2 separate regions of the Sus scrofa genome follow, and region 1 is linked to region 2. The links are chromatin contacts, called in public HiChIP or PLAC-seq maps. All regions are on one chromosome and are shown on one strand. The core of a region is the stretch at or near the end of the contact, and the rest is flanking DNA. Distances in the headings are between cores, read along the strand shown.

Region 1 (7,531 bases), core at 1,272-3,771, 750 kb before region 2:
AACATACGGTCCGTCCTTAAGAATATCCCATGTGTACTTGAGAAGAATGTGTGTTCTGCTGCATTTGGATGGAATATTCTGTATAAATGTATTAAGTCCATCTAGTATAATATTTCATTTAAGGCCACTATTTCCTTGTTGACTTTCTATCTGGATGATCTACCCATTGATATAAGTGGGGTGTTAAAGTCACCTACCATTGTTGTATTGTTGTCAATGTCTCCCTTTAGGCCTATTAATAATTGTTTTGGTGCTCATATATTAGGTGCTTATATGTTAATAACTATGTCTTCTTGATGGATATTCACCTTTATTATAATGTCATGTCCATATTTTTCTCTTATTACCTTTTTAGCTTGAAGTTTGTTTTGTCTGATATGAGTATGGCTACACCCATTTTTTTTGGCTGCCATTAGCTTGAATTATCATATTCCATCCCTTCACTTCGACCCTATGTTTGTCTTTAGAGCCTAGATGGGTCTCCTGTAGGCAACATATATTTGGGTCTCATTTTTTTAATCCAGCCAGCCAATTTGTGTCTTTTGATTTACATTAAGGGTGATGTACAAGTGAGGACTTTATATTGTTATTTTATCTTTTGTTTCTGGTTGCTCTTTATCTCTATGGTTTCCTTTTCCTTATGCTTCAGTCTGCCATTTTAGTTTGGTTGTTTTCTGTGATATTTTTCTCAATTACTTTTTTTTATGTTTAGTGTCTCTGGTTAGATTTGTTTTGTATTTGCCATGAGGTTTATAAAAAATATCTCATAGATAAAACAGTCCTCCTCCTGCTGATAGTATCCTCTCTTCTTTGGCCTACATGGGTTTTTTCCTTTTCTTCTTCTTTTTTTTTTTTGGTGTGGGGTGGGTACAAATTATCCCTTTTTATGTTGTGTGTTTGTTAACAAATTAAAGTAGCTATATTATTTTTACTACTATGTTTCTATTAGCCTTTATGTTATAATTGTTCAACAATCTATTCTGAAATAGATGCAATTTTATGATTTTTTTTCTATTTATCAGCTTACTATAGGTTTTGTATATTTTTGCCTTTTGTTTGAGGTAGAAGAGCTCCTTTCAACATTTCTTGTAAGGCAGGGCTAGTGGTGATAAACCCCCTCAGCTTTTGTTTATCTGGGAAAGTCTTTATTTCTCCTTCTTATCTGAATGATAACTTTGCTGGATAGAGTATTCTTGGCTGATAGCTTCTATCTTTCAATATTTTGAGTATGTCATTCCAGTCTTTCTGGTCTCTACAGCTTCTGATGAGAAATCTGCTGATAGACTAATAGAGGTTCCTTTGAAGGTAGCTGTCGTTTTCTCCTCCTGGCTTCCTTTAAAATTCTTTATTTATCATTGACAAATTTAACACAATGCGTTTTAGAGAAGTTTTTTTTGTATTGGGGTAAATGGGTGTACTCTTAGCTTTGTGAACATGTATATCCAGTTTCTTCCCTAGATTTGAGAAACTTTCAGCTATTATTTCTTTAAATAAAAACTCTGTTCCATTCTCTCTCTTCTTCTCTTGGATTCTCATTATCCATATATTGCCTTTCTTAATGAAGTTTTCATAAAATTTCTTTATTTTTTTAACACCTTTCTTATTTAGGTAAAGATTCTTTTTTTGTTGGCTGCACCTATGGTATGTGGAAGTTCCCCGGCCAGGGATCAAACTCTCACCACAGCAGCAACCCAGGCTGCTGCAGTGATAATGCCAGATCTTTGACCCAATGTGCCACAAGAGAACCCCTAAGTAAAGATGTTTAAACTTTGATTCTAGCAATTCAATTTGGTAACTAGCTGTCTTTCTTTTATTTTTCAGTAGGTGGCGCTATAGCACAAGTTTTTGGTTTCTTTTACCTGCACTGCCTTTGGCTATATTTGAGGATCTGCACTTTCCACCCTCTACCGCCTCTGCCATGGGTGTCGCTGATACCTTCATTGTTGCTGCTTGTGTCTCTCAGGTTGCTGGTGGCTTGCTGCTGGTAGCTTGCTGGTCACTTGCTGCATTGCCACCAGGGGCACCAGGGTGGTGTGCCTCTGTTGCATCTGGGGTTGTTGGTTTTAGATATGCCTGCTGTGGATTGGGAAGGGGCAGAGTCAAGGATGCTACTGTGGCTGGAGGGACAGGAATCATACATTCTGCTGCTGTGCTGCTACCCAGTTCCCTGTGGCCACTGTTGCCACTATAGCTGGGAAGCTGGAGTTGTGTGGACCCTCCTCTCTGCTGCTACAGGTTCTCTGGAGCTGCAGGCTTCAGCTACCACAGGGCCTGGATCATGGGTACCGCTTTTACCATTCCCCCACCTCCTCTGTGTTCTCCAGGCTACCCACCTTCAGCTGTGTAGATGTGTGAATCTCTCTGGGATCCAGATGTGTTGGGCAGAGAAGCCTTGGTTGAATTACAGATATTTTGCTAGTTGAAAATTGAAGGGGAGAGGCAAAGGGAAAATGTCATGCTGTCACCTCACAAGCGCATGTCCTTTTGCCTAAATAAATTAAATTCTAGGAACTGAGGGAATCTGTGGCTGAGTCAGAGCGCCGAAGCGATGACAGTGATCTGTGACAGTGGGAACTATTTCTAAAGCCTAGGGACTGGCAAATATAAGTTTAAAAAATGCAAATTTAAAAAACAAAAGTTTAAAAAATGCAGTTTCATAACAAACAAATATTTACGCTAAAGTCTGGTGAGGCAACTTTTGATTCTGAGCAAAGCAGTTTCTTAGCATTTAGAAATGGAACCAGACCTTCCAAATACAAATGGCAGACTTGAGATAAATGTTCATTTTCATTTATTTCTTAAGACTCAAAAATCACAAGGATTTAAAAATGCATAAATCTGAGTATATATGGCAGTAGATGAGAAAGACCCATACCTTTTGAATCTAAAAATGCAATACAAACATAGTTAACTGATACAGAAGTCCATGGAAAGTGAAACCTAAGTTTGTGATAGAGTAAAGCAGAAAAATCAAGGAGAAGTAAGCCATATCCACTATAAACCTGAAAAGACTTGGGAAAAGGGGGAAAACATAGGGATAGCTACCATGCATAAAGTGGGTAATAATAAGTCCAAATAATGAGGACTCCCTTCTCCTGCTTGGATCATATAATTTGACATCCAACCATATACCAGCCTTACCTCTACTATGCATGAGATTGGAATATTCCTCCCTGAGGGCAGTTACATGTGCTCAGGTGAAGAGCTTACCAATAATGACAGTCAGAGGTCTGAAAATAAAGTAGGTGGCTTGCTGGCCAGTCATCTTATAGAAAAGCCTACCAGTTGACAGGCTGCTTCACCTCCAACTCAAACACAGATTTTCCAAATAGCTTTCTCCGTGTCTGTCTCTTTTGCTAAACTAAGCTACCATGTGATGACCTTTCTCTAGTTGTTCCTCCACCTCCTTATCCATTTGACAGACTCTTCTTTATTCTTCATCCCTCAGCTTAAATGCCAAGACTTGCATGTTTTCTCAGAGAATAAGCACATCATCCCGTCTCCCTGATGCTGCATTATATGCATTTTTTGACGTTTTATTGCTTTTGTTATGTGGATCTAGGCATGCCTTCCTCCTCATTTGGCCATGATTCTTTCAAAGGTAGGGACCATATTCTTTTTAGGTCTATGTTCGCAGCCTCTATTCCAGTGCCTGGAACAAAGAAGAATGTATCTTAACCCATTTTTAATGTCAGTTGCGTACGGTGTGAATTTAGAACAACTAACCTAAAAGGCTTCTCTTTGAAACCTGAGCCACTGTGACTATAAAACAAAAATATGATTTCCCAAGAAGTAATCAAGACTGTGTATAAAGGAATTGGCCATTGTAATTATATAATTGAGAAAGTGAGAATCCGTTGGAAACAGAACTGGTATACTATGCAGTATAAAAACTATTGAAGAAAATGCAATCATTTCCTTAAAGTACTTATTTTTCATTCTCTATTCATGTTTTTTCTTCACTAGTCTCTTCACATTTAGATACCATGTAATTTTGTTCTGTATATATGATGTATAATAGATATATCTTATCTATATATATATAATTTTCAGTCTTACAAATCAGGCAGCGACATGCGTCTACTGTCTAGCCATTCCTTGTGTTTGGATTTGAGGACTTTGAGAACAGTCTTAGCAATCAATTTCTATTGGGAAACTTTTGTGACTAACTTTGGGGAACTCTTGAGATTTATGTGCCATATTTCTAAAGCTTCCTCTTTAACAGAGGTGTAAAAGAGTTGTTGGAATAGAATTAATGCTATTTTTCTTATGACTGGCACAATATCTCATCCTGAGTACATAACCCCCCTATTTCTTTTGATCATTATGCTTATTTGGGGGATAATTCAATTCCATAAAATTTTATAGACTTATTAGAAAAAAGTGGGTATAAATATAATACATGTAAATGAACCGTATTTCATTTAACTGGAAACTTCACACAGGCAAGAATCATATCTGTTGTATTACTCACTGTATCTCTAACATCTAATATAATAAAGAATAATATAGAGAAGGTGCTTAGTAAATATTTGCTAGATCAAATGAAACACATAATCATGGTAAGCATTTAGTTATATCCTTAGATATAATATTTATAATGCTCTTCTAAATTTTGAACCAATTCAGTATTCTTGATTATTTTATGAATTTTTTAAAAACTTCCAAAAATTCTGTCACTTGACAACTTGTCACCCAGACAGGACACTTCCAGTGCTCTGTCCTGGAGTCCAGGTGGCTGGCACTGTGTTGACTTCTTCCCCAGCTGTGTGCAGGCCAGGCAGGCTGGGGCCGCTGCCATGGCTCTTGTAGTGTTTGCACAGAGGAACATGAACATTTTATTTTTGTAAAGGGATGATGTGTTTTTATGCCAGGTGTTTATAATGTAATCCTTCAATGATATTATGTTCATTAACCTCTTAAAAATGAGTGAATCCACCTCACCTAAGACACCACTGAGCTGTCCCTCAGCTTCCAGTCTCTGGGACCAGAGGCCTGCGTCCCTTTAACTGCTGTCAGGTCCCTGACCTGGGCATGCCTTCTAACTGAGTGAAAGGACAGTTCTCTGAGACAGGGCAGTGATCTCTGCAGGAGGAACAGTGGACTTGCTTCTCCACAGTCTTCACTGTATGTTTTAAAATGACAACAACACAAAACTCTCTTGACCTGTAACTTAAAGATCATAAACTTCAGGCAATAATAATTTCTGTGCAAGCTTTTAAAATTATTTTTGGGGATCATAGCTTGTTTTATTTTGTGCTGTAAAATTAACAGTATTAAATGACTTAATTCTTAGAAAAAAAAACTTTGAAAAATTAAAACAAAAATTAAAAAACCTTCCATTATCAGGACAATGTTGCATTGGTGAAAGAATAGACAAATCAATCAATGGAACATAAGAGAGAACCCAGAAATAAACCCACATAGATATAGTCAACTGATCTTTGACAAAGAAGTAGGCAATAAAAACAGTCTTTTCAATAAATGGTGCTAGAAGTGGACATGCATACACCAAAACAAACAAACAAACAAACAAAAATCTAAACACAGACCTTATAACCTTCACACAAAATTAACTCAAAGTGGATTATGGATTTAAACATAAAATATGAAACTATAAAACTTCTAGAACATAACATAGGGGAAAACCTAGATGACTTTGAGTATGATGATGAGTTAGATATAACACCAAAGAAAGGATCTATGAAAAAAAGTACTGATGGGGCATTCCTGTTGTGGCACAGTGGAAATGAATTTGACTAGTATCCATGAGGATGTGGGTTCGATCACAGACCTTGCTTAGAGGGTCAGGGATCCAGCATTGCCATGAGCTGTAGTGTAGGTTGCAAACACCTCTTGGATCCTGCATTGCTATGGCTGTGGTGTAGGTCAGCAGTTGTAGCTCATATTCAGCCCTTAGCATGGGAACCTCCATATGCCATAGGTGCGGCCCTAAAAAAGACAAAAAGAAAAAGAAATAAAGTATTGATGTACTGCACTTCATTAAAATTATAAATTTTTGTTCTATGGGAAATAAGAGAATAGAGAGACAAGCTACAAAATTGGGAAAAAATATTTGCAAAAGGCACTTTTTTTTCTTCTTTTTTTTATTACTCAAATGAATTTATCACATCTGTAGTTGTATAATGATCATAACAATACACTTTCATAGGATTTCAATCCCATAACCCAAGCACATCCCCCCCACACCTCAAACTGTCTCCTCCGGAGACCATAAGTGTTTCAATGTCTATGAGTCAGCATCTGTTCTGCAAAGAAGTTCAGTCTTTCCTTTTTTTCAGATTCCATATGTCAGTGAAAGCATTTCATGTTCGTGTCTCATTGTATGGCTGACTTGACTTAGCATGATGATTTCTAGATCCATCCATGTTGCTAAAAATGCTGGTATTTCATTCATTTTAATGGCTGAGTAATATTCCATTGTGTATATGTACCACATCTTCTTGATCCACTCCTGAAAACTATAAGACACTGATGAAAGAAATCAAAGATGACACAAATGGAAAGACATACCATGCTCTTGGATTGGAAAAGTTAATATTATCAAAATGATTATACTACCTAAGGCAATCTACAGATTCAAAGCAATCCCTCTCTAATTACCAAGGACATTTTTCACAGAACTCAAACAAAATATTTTAAAGTTTGTTTGGAAGCACAAAAGACCCAGAATAGCCAAAGACATCCTGAAAAAGAAAAATGGAGCTGGAGGAATCAGGCTCCCAGACCTCAGACTATACTACAAAGCTACAGTCATCAAAACCATATGGTACTGGCACAAAGACAGAAATATAGATCAGTGGAATAGGATAGAAAGCCCAGAATTAAACCCACACACCTACAGTCAACTAATCTCTATGACAAAGGAGGCAAGAATATGCAATGGATAAATTACAGCCTCTTCAATAAGTGGTGCTGGGAAAACTGGACAGCCACATGGAAAAGAATGAAATTAGAACACTCCCTAACACCATCCACAAAAATAAACTCCTAATGGATTAAAGACCTAGATATAAGACCAGACACTATCAAACTCTTAGAGGAAAACATAGGCCAAACACTCTCTGACATAAATGACAGCAACATCTTCTCAGATCCACCTCTTAGAGTATTGACAATAAAAACAAAAATAAACAAATGAGACCTAATCAAATTTAAGTTTTTGCACAGCAAAGGAAACCCCAAGCAAAATGAAAAGACAACCCACAGAATGGGAGGAAATCTTTGCAAGTGAATCAGCTGACAAGGGATTGATCTCCAAAATTTACAAACAACTGCAGCTGCATACCAAAAAAACAAACAACCCCATCAAAAAATGGGCAGAAGATCTAAACAGACAGTTCTCCAAAGAAGACGTAGAGATGACCAAAAAACACATGAAAAGATGTTCACCATCACTCATTATTTGAGAAATGCAAATCAAAACCACTATGAGGTACCACCTTACACCAGCCAGAATGGCTATCATCCCAAAGTCTACAAACAAGAAGTGCTAGAGAGGATATGGAGA
Region 2 (6,598 bases), core at 3,461-5,960:
TTATTGAAACCTCAGGAATAGAATGTATGAACTTCTTGGTGTGAGAAACAAAGTATTTTTTTATCACTATTACGTTATACGGTGAGACCAACAATATGTATGTTCAATATTCCTCTGGACAACTAACAAAGTAGGAGATTGAGCACTGAAAATTATTATTTTTGGAGTATATTATCTTATTATTCTTTGTATCATCAGCACTTGGCAGAGTTCTTGGTACATGATAGATAATGCTTGCTGTAATCATAAGTGAATAAGTGCTAATATTCATTGTCTTGATTAATAATTTGGGTAGTTTGAAAAAAGTCCCAAAATGGATGAAGGGACTGAAGCTGGCTATGATTCATCTTCATAGATTAACTAGTAGGAGTTTAAAAGCTGAATAGCAAGAAAAAAAATAACTCTATTAGGAATGACATCTGAGTCATAAACCCAGTAATAGAAGCCTTAAGTTTTAAAGCTTGTGTTGCAATCATTAAATTTCAACAGTTCTTTTGCTATCATCCAACTTCACATGCCATGTTCAGTAGCAGCAATATGTCAAGATGTGAAATGACCAGCCTCTTCATGGAACAGTGCAGAGATATAATTTCTCTCCAAATTTAATCTAGCATTTTGTTTTCTTTTTAGAGGTAGTGGTTGCACTTTTGCCTTACACCACCTCTTGAGAGCCCTTTAACAAACATATTTGATAAATTCTGATTGAAAAAGTAATGTTTTTGCATGTTTTACAAATGGTTCATTTGTTTTCTCTTTCATAATCTAATTTACATAAAAATTCTCTCTCAAGGATGGACACATTTTATTTTCGTAATTTTTTGTTATGTTCTGAATTTGGGTAGAAGTTGGTATATATTTTTTTTCACTTTAACTCAAATTTCAGAACATCTTCAGATGCTTCTGAGTAATATGAATTTTAGTAGATGGTAATTTTTTTCTCAATCCATTTAAGAATCACTCTGAAAAAAGAAACAGCATTGAAGATTCGGTCTCTCTGCAGTTCTGTAAGTTAAAATGACTGAAAATGAAACTTTGTATGTGGTTAATGTAGACTAAACTTATGCATGTTTCTCAACTTAACTTCCTTATTTCAGGCAAATGTACTATAGTTAATAGTTTCTCTATTAACTCAACAAGGGATTTTTAAAAAAAGATTGGTTGTTTTAAAAAGTGTTTCCCAAGATGGATAGGTTAAATGACTAAATTCTATCACTCTATCAACAAAATGTTAAGTGTTTTTTTCTTGCCTTCATATTTGTTTCTGTGTATTCTCCCCACGTCCTTTTCCTCTATTAAAATTCATGCCTTAACTTTCTTTAAATCTGCTCTTTAGATCATCACCTGTTCCAAAAAACCCTTCACTTCCTTAGGGACACTTTTGTTTAAAATTCTACTCTATTTTGTATTTTTTTATATTCTGCTTTAAAACAGAGTGAGTGGGTTACAAAAAACTCCAACAATTTTTAGCCATTCCTCATTATCTACTCTTACGTACAAACTCCTCAGTTAGGGTCTCAAATATATTTAAAGTGTGACCCCAACCATCTCTTCAAGCACTTTGATTCCTTCTATATCCTACCATAAATCAAATCCCACTTCATTATTTCCAATTGTAACTTGCAGTTTTGTTCAACCTTTTTATTTACATTGTCTCCCTCTCAGCCTCTTATCCCCTATATTCACTTCTGCCAGAATTTATATTTAATAGGTATTTACTTAACAATTATCTGCTAAGTCATGTGATTTCCTAGCTTAGGGCCATGTCCCTGGCCCTAAGCTAGGAAATGGAGAGAAGGCAGCAAACAACTGAAGAATGGTCCCTGAACTTATAGAGCTTACATTAAATAAAACCCAAATCACTGGAGTTCTCTTGTAGCACAGCAGGTTCTGGTGTTGTCACTGCAGTGGCCTGGGTCACTGCTCTGGTGAGGGTTCGATCCCTGGCCCAGGAACTGCCATATGCTGTGGGTGTGGCCAAACAAAAACATAATCACCAAATTAAATAGAAAACTAAAAATTTATGAAAAACTCTTAGAAGGAAAGATCTGTAGAGCTGTGAGAGCAAAACAGGGAGATCCAATTTAAATCTGGCGATCTATCTCTCAGCTACAAAAACTGTGAGATCCAAAGTATAGGCAGGATTTCCTAAGCAAAGATTAAGTGGAAATCAATGCAGTCAAGAGAAATCGCATTTTCATATGCATTGAAGAACTTTCTGAAGAAGACAAGCGTGACCATTGATTAACATGAGAGGGAATTTCACCTACATGGAATGGACACTCTTTTCCTGGAGCAAAAGCAGATGTGCTCTTCCATTCCTTCCTCTAACCTGAGCAGTGAACATTTTTAATGTAATTATTCATCCTTGGCGTGTGGATTTTGGACAAGTCTTATCTCCCCTACTAGATTGTTAAGCTCCTTGAAGGCAAGAATTATTTCTTATTTTTATTTTTGTCCTCCACATTGTTCATAATGCCCCATGGGTAGTGAATACAAGACCAACTTCCTGAGTGTGGAACTGAGAAGGACCAACCGTTGTTTTAATTCTCTGGCATCACCACCCTCCATTTATCAATACTTTTTGAAAAAGGGACCTCACATTTTCATTTTCTACCTAGCCCCACTCCCTCCAAATTATTTGGCCAATCTTGAATGAGTACAAATGTTCTGGGTGAATGAGTGGTTTAAGGATTAAAGTGATCTAATTAGAGAAGTTTTGCAGGGTATTTTTTTCTTTTGGAGTCAACCTTATTCCAGGAACATCATATGACTCTTGGTTATGTGATGGGTGGCTAGGAAATGGGTAATATTCTCCTTTAAGAGAAGTTCTTAATCCTCCAATGTACTAATCCTTAAATACTAACTTGAACTCCATATTGACTTGGTCACAATTTAAATCCTCCTAGGACCCTATTAGTTGCAACATATTCTTTCATGGTTATTACTATTAGAACCTATCTAAAAAAAGGACACAATGAACTTCTTTGCAGAACAGATACTGACTCACAGACTTTGAAAAACTTATGGTTTCCAAATGAGACAGGTTGGGGGGTCGGGGGATGCACTGAGGTTTGGGAGGGAAATGCTATAAAATGGGTTGTGATGGTCATTGTACAACTATAAATGTAATAAAATTCATTGAGTAATTAAAAAAATAACCTATTCTAGGAGATAAGTAAGTCAAAGTTCCAGGCATAGTTTGTGAGATCATTCATCTCTTTGCATTATGTGAATTGTTTGTCCCTCCCACCTATCACAAGCACGAATGAAAGACGCTGATGTGGAAAAACACATGCCATTTAGGCTCCTGCTGATGAGTTTACGGAAGTTTGCAGAAAAAGCAGAAGCAGCAAGGACCTTCATTTTTCACATTATTTGTGACTGGCAGTGAATGCGACTAGACATTCCAGAGCTGAAGCCATGTGATTTGGGGGGCCTGAAAGAACTAGTTTAGTTCTTTGTCCAGACACGTACAGTGCTAGAAAGTATTTGTGAGAACCTGGAATAAATATTGAGTCATTGACTGAATTGCTCTTTCCAGTTGAGAAGCCCCTTTGAGAATACAGAAGGATTTTTAGCTCACCCTCCAGTTCACCATGCTACAATCAACATTATTACTAAGCTCTGATATGACAGACCACCTCTCACTATCTGTCTGGTCAATGATCCATGGATTATGGCCTTTTTCATGCAGTTGACAACTTAAACTATCTAAGCTTATGAGGACTTTTTACAGTTACCTGCCACACTGAGTCAAAAAAGATCCTGCAGAGGAAATTGGACTTAAACAACATACCTTTCAATTCATTGCCTCTTGACACAGCGTACAGATTGCAAGTTTATTTCATGTAACGCTTTTAAGGATCCCAGGGGGCAATCACATGCACGTTCTGAGCTCAAGCTTAGGTTCTTGTTTCTCTCTGTTAAACAAATGACAGTTGAAATATTAACAATTGCCATATTTTATCATTTCAGAGGAGCTAAGAACGTATTGTAAAATTAGTAACTACAAATATTGTTTTGAGAGAAGATGAAATTTAAACCTATGCAACTGAGCGGGACTGGGTAAAAAAGTATTAGGTCTACTTGGTGATTATTTATGGACATAGAGTTATTCACTTGCTGAGAGAGTGCATATGTTTTGTAATTGTGTAATATAGTGAATCTATATTACTTATGAGCAAAGTATCATCCCTCTGCATTTTTTTCTGAATCCCTCAGGAAGAATTCCTCCTTGGTAGCCTACCTATACATTGTATGTCTTTCCTGGCACTTAATCTCCCTAAACTTATAATTTTTACCATTCTCTTTCTCTCTAGCTGAAACCTTGAGTATGGGCACCACTTTTTCAGTATAGGGATATTCTTGGTGTCTTTATCCATGGTTCCTGGCAGGTAATAAATACTTATTAAATGAATAATGAAAGAGCACGTGGATCATCCATCTTTTAAATTATACCATAGATATCTATATCTCCTTAGTCCTGACACAGAGATGACCATCAAGCCTTGGAAAGATAGTCTGAAGCAATAGGAAATTTATACCAGGTCCAGCAGTTGTAAGGACACATAAGAATGTGCCCATGTGAAATGGTAAAGGGAGCTCTGGAAAGCAGAGTGTTTTCTGTCCCGAAGGCAAGACTATCTAGCTCAAGTGGCAGAGGGAGGCAGTGTTTCAGAAGACAGCAAACAGCACAGGGCCTGCTTTGATGTCTCTGCTCACAGTAAACCACATCCTCATCCTTGGGGTGAGGTACTCTCTGAAGTGCATGGCTTGTGCTCTAACGTCTGGAAGGAGGCACTCATTTTTAACTTCTGCCCCCATATACAGGCTTTAGAATGAGGATGGGACATATCATTAGAGCCGCTATCATTAGAGCCCCTGTCAGATGACAGAAACATATGATTTAATGAAAGGGATTAGGAAGGATTCATTTCTACACTTACATTTCAAATTTGTTAAATTCTGTGGGGCAGAGTGCCAACACATTCATTTACAGAGAGATAAATATTTCACAGGTGTATATAAAAGACATCATGTAAAGTATGTTTTTTCTTTGGAGTTCTGCCGTGGTGCAGCAGAAACAAATCTGATTGGGAACCGTAAGGTTTCGGGTTCAATCCCTGGCCTCACTCAGTGGGTTAAGGATCTGGTGTTGCTGTGAGCTGTGGCATAAGTCACAGACGTGGCTTGGATCCCGCATTGCTGTGCTGTGGTGTAGGCCAGCAGCAACAGCTCTGATTAGACCCCTAGCCTGGGAGCCTCCATATACTGTGGGTACGGCCCTGAAAAGACAAAAGATCAAAAAAAAAAAAAAAAAGAATGTGTTTTTTTAATAAACAAAAGCAGTCTAGATTGGACTCTGCCTCTGTCCTACAGAATCAGTATCAGTTCGTAAAAAGAGTATATATACACACATATTTTAAAAATCTACTTATAGTCAAATTAATTATAGTAGAAAACTTTAATCTGTGAATCTAACTAAGCATATTGTCTAGATGCCAACTGGAGACCCATTTCATAGGGCAGGATAAAAGAACGTTAACAAAATTGTAAGAATTTATCTAGATCTCTTTCCTCTAATTTAGTTAGCTATAGAAAGGTTTTTTTTTTAAGTAAGTTTTTCCTTTTTATTTATTTTTTTATTTTTAGTTCTTTCCACTAGTTTCCCTCAACATAATTTCTGATCACAACATAAAATGAGCTATTATTTATTTTTTGTCAATTTAAAAATTAATATCTACTTTCTTTTAATTTTCCTCAGATTATTTTAAATTTACATTTTCTTCCTAATTATTCTTTTCTTTTTTTAAGTGGCCTATTAGAAAATTTTATTTTCAAAGGACTTGTGATAAACATGGCTGTCCCTCTCCTCAACCCTTTCATGCTCATGCAGAAGCATGATTTTTTTTGAAATATCAAGAGGCCATTCTCTCCACCATAGAGAGATAACTATTGCTGAGTTTAAGACAACTATTCATTTTTCTAGTAATAGAAATGGAAATGGTCATATGATGCAATTTGAGCCAAGGGAAGTCCTGCTGGAAGCAACTAGGAAAATTGATATTTTTATTAATAAGAGACACAAGGAAAATATATGGCCTTTTGTAGTCTTTTTTTGGGTGAGGATACCATATTTGCAGCTATTGCAGCCAACCTGCAGTTATTTGAATGAGATAAGCCTAAGGGCAAAGATAAGGAATTAGGGGGAAAAAAAAAAGATGGACAGATACTGGGTCAGTTGTAAAATTTTTGTGAGTTAATAAATCGTCTCATGTTTTAAGCCACTTTAAGTAGCATCCTCTGCTACTCATTGAAAGTATGCTAATGGACATGCCACTGTTTCTGGAGACTTATGGCTTCAACTGAGAGTGGGGCTATGATTTTATCTCAGAAGATGCCATTTAATTCAGGATTTTTTATTGAATGTGCAGACTCAGCCAATTAAGCTCTATAATTTGATACTTAGGATACTAGGTGAAGACCAAGTTAGGCTTAGGCTAATAATCCATAATTTCAAATAACTATGTTTTTGAAAGTATTTTGACATTTAAGATTATAGAGTCACAGAGTTAAGCTGCTATGGTCTTGCCTTTAG

What was found. HiChIP or PLAC-seq counts read pairs in DNA pulled down with a chosen protein or histone mark.
Region 1: a contact with region 2 is called in an H3K27ac HiChIP or PLAC-seq map of alveolar macrophages. The contact joins two enhancer-like sites. A contact is called at or near these places in 1 of 47 Hi-C or Micro-C datasets (epiblast stem cells) and 1 of 2 datasets of contacts at active chromatin or transcription factors (alveolar macrophages).

Annotation. Positions count from the first base shown.
Region 1 is chr13:93,173,376-93,180,906 of Sscrofa11.1, reverse strand. No RefSeq gene overlaps it. Among named protein-coding and RNA genes, the nearest start is that of RAP2B, 130 kb to the left of the region's middle. Within about 2 kb of position 2,521, at least 10 of the 83 cell types and tissues checked have an H3K27ac peak or open chromatin away from gene starts, as enhancers often do. A contact at or near this core is called in alveolar macrophages, where this site is marked.
Region 2 is chr13:92,430,958-92,437,555 of Sscrofa11.1, reverse strand. LOC106505712 (a long non-coding RNA gene) reads left to right here and starts at 175. Exons shown (of 5, transcript XR_001300369.2): 1 at 175-1,004. Within about 2 kb of position 4,710, at least 13 of the 83 cell types and tissues checked have an H3K27ac peak or open chromatin away from gene starts, as enhancers often do. A contact at or near this core is called in alveolar macrophages, where this site is marked.